Regions from separate parts of the Sus scrofa genome. Here region 2 is linked to region 1. The links are chromatin contacts, called in public Hi-C maps. All regions are on one chromosome and are shown on one strand. The core of a region is the stretch at or near the end of the contact, and the rest is flanking DNA. Distances in the headings are between cores, read along the strand shown. Region 1 has its middle 150 kb from the start of AUTS2. Region 2 overlaps AUTS2 (AUTS2, activator of transcription and developmental regulator).

What was found. A called contact is a pair of places that touch in the nucleus more often than the background predicts.
Region 2: a Hi-C map of embryonic fibroblasts shows a contact between it and region 1, with 3 times the contacts expected there. The contact joins two enhancer-like sites. A contact is called at or near these places in 3 of 47 Hi-C or Micro-C datasets (embryonic fibroblasts, epiblast stem cells and subcutaneous adipose tissue) and 1 of 2 datasets of contacts at active chromatin or transcription factors (skeletal muscle).

The regions. Positions count from the first base shown.
Region 1 is chr3:13,413,671-13,416,370 of Sscrofa11.1, forward strand. It overlaps the pseudogene LOC100514397. Among named protein-coding and RNA genes, the nearest start is that of AUTS2, 150 kb to the right of the region's middle. Within about 2 kb of position 1,406, at least 3 of the 83 cell types and tissues checked have an H3K27ac peak or open chromatin away from gene starts, as enhancers often do. A contact at or near this core is called in embryonic fibroblasts, where this site is marked.
Region 2 is chr3:14,700,446-14,703,145 of Sscrofa11.1, forward strand. The region is part of intron 5 of AUTS2 (AUTS2, activator of transcription and developmental regulator); the gene reads left to right. Among named protein-coding and RNA genes, the nearest start is that of GALNT17, 320 kb to the right of the region's middle. Within about 2 kb of position 1,251, at least 47 of the 83 cell types and tissues checked have an H3K27ac peak or open chromatin away from gene starts, as enhancers often do. A contact at or near this core is called in embryonic fibroblasts, where this site is marked.

The DNA.
Region 1 (2,700 bases), core at 156-2,655:
GTAAGGCTAATGGCTGCCACGCATAGCAAGGCGAAAGCAAAAACATCGCTTTTCTTTTTGGAATGATTTTGGTTTTAGTATAATAAGTAGAAATTTGGAGGGAAACAAATGTAGAATATACAAAAATGTCCTAAAAGGAACTGGCATCTTCGAGGGAGCCTCAAACTAAATCTGGGATCACTGCCTCTAGGACGCCGGAAATAATAAGCTCAGGACCCGTGCCCCCTGGAGACAATGTGTGCTGTGAGGAACTGGCCAGAGGATGGCGCTGTTTCCCTTGTCTGAGGGACCAAGGAGGCATTTATTGGCCTCAATAATATATTAGTGTTAGTCTTTCTTTCAGTCTTCCTTATCCTTTTTTTTCCCCCTTAAAAGAGATTCAGAAGCATCTCAAGCAAATCTCCAGGTAGTTGGGAAATAGATTCAAATCCACTCTCAATGAACAGCAACATTCCAGAGGAGGGATGCTTTGCAGTAAGGAAGTTCATGGGAAAGACCAAGGAGAATGTGGTTACCTCCCCCTTTGGTCATGTGACTTAATCTACCATTAATCTACCATTAAGTGTGCTTGGAAAGATCTGGCCACTGTTAGACCCCGGGATTTTTGGTGTCATTGCTTTGTTTTGTTTTTGAAACCTTAAATCCCACAAACATTTTTATTATAAAGATGAACCCTGATAGTTGTGGTGGGCTTATCGGCAAGATTTCTGATAGCAAGCATGGGCACCAAGACCTCCAAACTATCTGGATTCACAGCAACGAGGATCAGCTACCAGGAGTCATACAGGATGGGGATGTCTTTGATCTCCTCCTTGGAAGCCTCGTCCATGTTATTTCTGGTAATAGGCCACCAAGGCTTCGGAGATGGACTGGCAGGTTGCGTAAATCTGGGCCACGTGACCGCCACCCTTCACTCAGTCGAGGATGTGCACACCAGCAAACCACTCCTTGCCCAGAAGCAGAAAAGGTTCCAGAAGCTTGTACTGCAGCCTGTGTGGTTTGATCATCTCCGGGGGCCACCCTTTCACTTGGATGAGGCCATTACCTCGTGTGCAGTGCCCCACGGCTGTGGATGTCTTTTTGCGTCCAAAGACCTGCACCAACGGTGGAGGGCCCTTGGACAGCATGGCTGCAGGCTAGACAGTAGTTCCAGCTCCTGGGGGTTTTCATCTATAAACTGGAAACAATTCAAACCACCTTAGAGACAGGCTTCAGAGTAATGATGGGAAAAGCTAGAGGGCTACCTCAGCTTTTCCTCCCAAGAGTCAGTGAGGCCTGAAAATCTCCACCCACTCCTAAGGCCCAGGTAGAAAGTCACTCCCCTCTCAGTGCCTGCTTCCTGACAGGCCTGTGAAAGGCAAGGAAGAATCGGTGTGGCTGAGGCATAGAAATGAGGTCGATCCAGGCTGTGGTCTTGCGCTTGAATCGTGAGCAATTGCCTACATGAGTCAGAACTTATGCAGTTGGTATATGAGCTCCAATGAAGGAAGTGACATGTGCAGCAAAGGATATAAATTCAGAAGAGAAATGTCAGGAGATGACACAGAACCCAGCACGACCAGAGGCTGAATCACACTGAGCTCAGACTCAGGTCCAAATAGGCACCTCAAACTGAAAATGTCAAACACCCAGCTCCAAGCCTCTGTCCTCACCTGCTCCACACACAGCCTTCCCGTCTCAGGTAACAGCAACGCCATCCTTCCAAGCCCTCAGTCGGAGCCTGCTTAACTGCTCCCTCTCTCTCATATCTCATATCTCACATCCAATCCCATGGGCTCTGTCTTCAAGATAAACCCCCAAACCTCCTTCTCATCACCCCCGCTACACCCCCGGCCCCGGTTCAAACCATCGTCATCTTCTGCTAGTCTTCTTGTGGGAGCCTCTTAACTGGTCTCTCCACTTCCACCTTTGCCCACCATTCACCTTCTTCCCAACATAGCAGTCAGAGGGATCCTCTTAAAATCAAAGTAGGATGACACCTTAAAAGAACAAACCCATAAAAGAACTGATAAACTGGTTTGCATCAAAATTAAAACTTCTGTTCAGAGGACATTTTTAAAGAATAATAATAATGGGGAGGGAACAGGAGGGGGGGTGGGAGGAGAAGCAGCAGCAAGCCACACACCAGGAGAAAATATTTGCGAAGCACATATCTGACAAAGAACTTGTACCCAGAACATATAAAGAACTCTCACAATTCAAAAAGAGGAAAATAATCCAATTTTAAAAACTGGGCAAACAATCTGAACAGACACTTCACCAAAAATAAGATATGCGGATGGCAAATAAGCACATGAATAAATGCTCAACATGAATAGCCATTAGGAAAATGCAAATTAAAACCACGGTGAGCTACCACTACCCAGGAGTTTCCATCATGGAGTAGCAGAAATGAGTCCAACTAGGAACCATGGGGTTGCAGATTCGATCCCTGGCCTTAATCAGTGGGTTAAGGATCCACCGTTGCCGTGAGCTGTGGTGTAGGTCACAGACACAGCTCAGATCTGATGTTGCTATGGCTGTGGCATTGGCCAGCAGCTGTAGCTCCAATTCAACCCCTAGCCTGGGAACTTCCATATGCTGCACGTGCAGCCCTAAAAAGCAAAAAAAAAAAAAAAAAAAAAATCCACCCACCCTATGATCCAGCCATTCCACTTGTATGTATTTACCCCAGAGAATAGGAAGCATATGCCCATATAA
Region 2 (2,700 bases), core at 1-2,500, 1.3 Mb after region 1:
TTTAATCCTTTCCCTGCATCTGGCGGTCACAACCAGCGCCACATTTGTGGATGGAAGGTGTATAAATGACAGTGGATTTGAGGACTAAGGGGAGGGGCACTTGTAACGGCCACTTCATGCGCTGGTATCCTTGAGCCGCTGTGTTCAGCCTTTGACCAGGCGGGGATAAGGTTGGATTAAGTACTTTCTTCGAATACTAGACTCTGGCTGCGCACCCCCCCCCCGCCTCCATTTTCAACAATGTACTTATTGAACACCTACTATGTGCCAGGTGGTTTCCATAACTTACTTTCTCATTTCTCATCACAACTACCCTGAGAGCTGGCTCTCTGCAGATGTGACTGGCCTAGTGGCAATACAGCCCCAGCCTGTGGGCCTAGTGGCCTTTCCCTGCCGCGGCGCAGTCGTGGAAGCCGCAGCTGCGGGGAGGACACGGCAGTGCCCGCCGCGCCCGCCCGCCGGGAAGGCGGCCGTGGGGACCTCGGGCCCGAGCCGCGGGGGTGGGAGGGGGAAGCGACAGCTGTCGAGGCCGAGCCCGGGGACTGCGCCCCCGCGGGGCCGACCCGGCGCCGGGGCCGAGAGGAGGGGCGGCGAGGGGCGGGGCGCGCGGGGCGGGACGGAGGAGGGGCGGCGGCACCGGCGGCTCGGGCTCGGCGCGCCGAGGAAGTCCCGCTCCGAGAGCTGCGAGCGTCTGGAGGAGGCGCGCTCGGCGCAGTCGGGGAGCGAAGTCCGGAGCGAGGGGCCCCTGTGCCGCCGCCGCCCCCTCCCGCCACCCGTCCAGCCAGGGAACCCGCGGCGCCGGCGGCCGATGGAGTTTACTTGAGCGGCGAGCCGGCGGGAGAGGCAGGCGCCCGCGAGCGGAGCGCGGGCCGGAGCCGAGCCAGCCCTAGGCGCTGCCCGTCCGCCCGCGAGCTCCGGCCGGGAGGCGCCGCCGGCCCCGCGTAGCCCGCCCGGCGCCCCGGCCGCTGCAGCGCCGCCCGCGCCGCGCGCCAGTGAGATCGGCTCCGAATAAAGACTCCCAGAGCGTCTCCTCCAGCGCCGCGGCGGTGGCGGCGGGACCGGGACCGGGACTGGTCGGCCCGCGGTGCTGCTGGAGAGGCGGGAGCGGCAGTCGGGGAGCCCGAGGCGGCCGCCGGGGAGAAGCCGCCGCCGCCGCCGCCGCCGCCGCCGCGCGCCCTCCTCCTCCTCCTCCCTCTCCCTCCTCCCCTCCGCACATGGTCTCCTTTGTCCTGTCGCCGCCGCCGCCTCGCTCTTAGCTCCGCGCGCCGCGGCCGCGGCTCGGGCCGCTCCTCTCCGCCTCGCCCGCTCGCCGGCCCGCCCGGGACGCCCCTCCGGTCCCCGCCGTGCCCCGCGGCCCCGCGCGCCGCCGGAGCCGCCCGGAGGCAGCGGGCGAGCGCCGGCTGGGCGCTCCCTCCCGGCCGCCCGCCCGTCGCCGCCGCCCGCTTGGCCTCGGCCGCGCTGGATGTGTGCAGGCGCTGGCGCTCGGCCGCCCCGGAGCTGCCGCCCGTACGGATTTGGTTGGCGTGCCTCCGCTTTCAGACTTTCACCTGGAAAGGAGAGACTCGCGCGGACGGAGCCCGGTCGGAGTTGGGCGTTTTCTCTTCGTGTGTTTGGCTGGCTTTCCCCCTGGTCTCTGACGATCCCCCATCGTGAGCCTTGCTCTGGAACCAAACCATGAACTTGGGGCTGACAGGACTGCTTAACCCTTTACGACCAGGTAATGCAGCCCCGGGGGCGCGGCTCCCTCGCTTGCCGCCGGTGGTCGGGAGGGAGCGGCGGGCCGGGGGTCTTTTGTTGCGGCGGCCGGGCCGGCGGGCAGGGGTGGCAGGGGCGAGCTCCTCGCGTCTGGCGCGCCCGAACCCCCCGCCGCCACCCCTCCTCCCTCCCGCCGCCCGCCCTCCCTCCGCGGCCCGGTCGCCCGCCTTTGTACTTTCCTCCCCTGGCCCGCCGGGCTCCGGCGGGGAGCGGCGGCGCGAGCGGCCGGAGCTACGCGGTCGTGCCCGGGGACCGGAGCCGCCCCGAGGGGCTGCGCCTGCCTCCGGCCGGGGCCTGGCACCCGCTCGGGCTAGAGCTCTGGGCGCTGCGCTCGCTACCGGTGCCGGGGGTAGCGCTTCCCCGCGCAGAGGTCGGGATCCTGGCCCGCACGCGCGGTGCCCAGGGAAGCGAAAGGAGAGCTGGGCTGGGATCGCGGCCGCTGGGCAAAGAACTCGCACCCAAGTTTCGGGGAGGTTTCTCTTTTCTGGTTGCAAAGCCCCTCCGGGTGCGGGTGCGGGTGCGGAGGGCCGTCCGCGGGGTCCGCGAGCGAAGGGAATGAAGGTGGACCTTTAACAGGAGAGGCTGCGTCCCACCCCTGTCTGCTCCTCCGAAGGCTTTTATTCGTTTTCCTCATTCTCCGTGTTCCTTCCTTCAATCTCTTTGACTTATTTAACTTTTCTTTAAACACCAACTACGGCGTCTAGCAATTTTTCAGTATTAACCCCCCCCCCATAAAAAACAGCCAAGAGGGAGCTTTGTTTTTCTATCCTTTCTAGATGCAGCCACTTCACGCCCTCACTCTCCGAAACCGAGCGAGGGGGATGAAACGAAATGGCGAGCAAAACCTGAAGTCGTTAGTATGTAGAGGTGCCCCCGTGGTAAAAAAATAAAGGAGAGGAGAGGATCTGCTCGCTAGCTAAGTCTCGGCTCGGCACGTTTCCATTA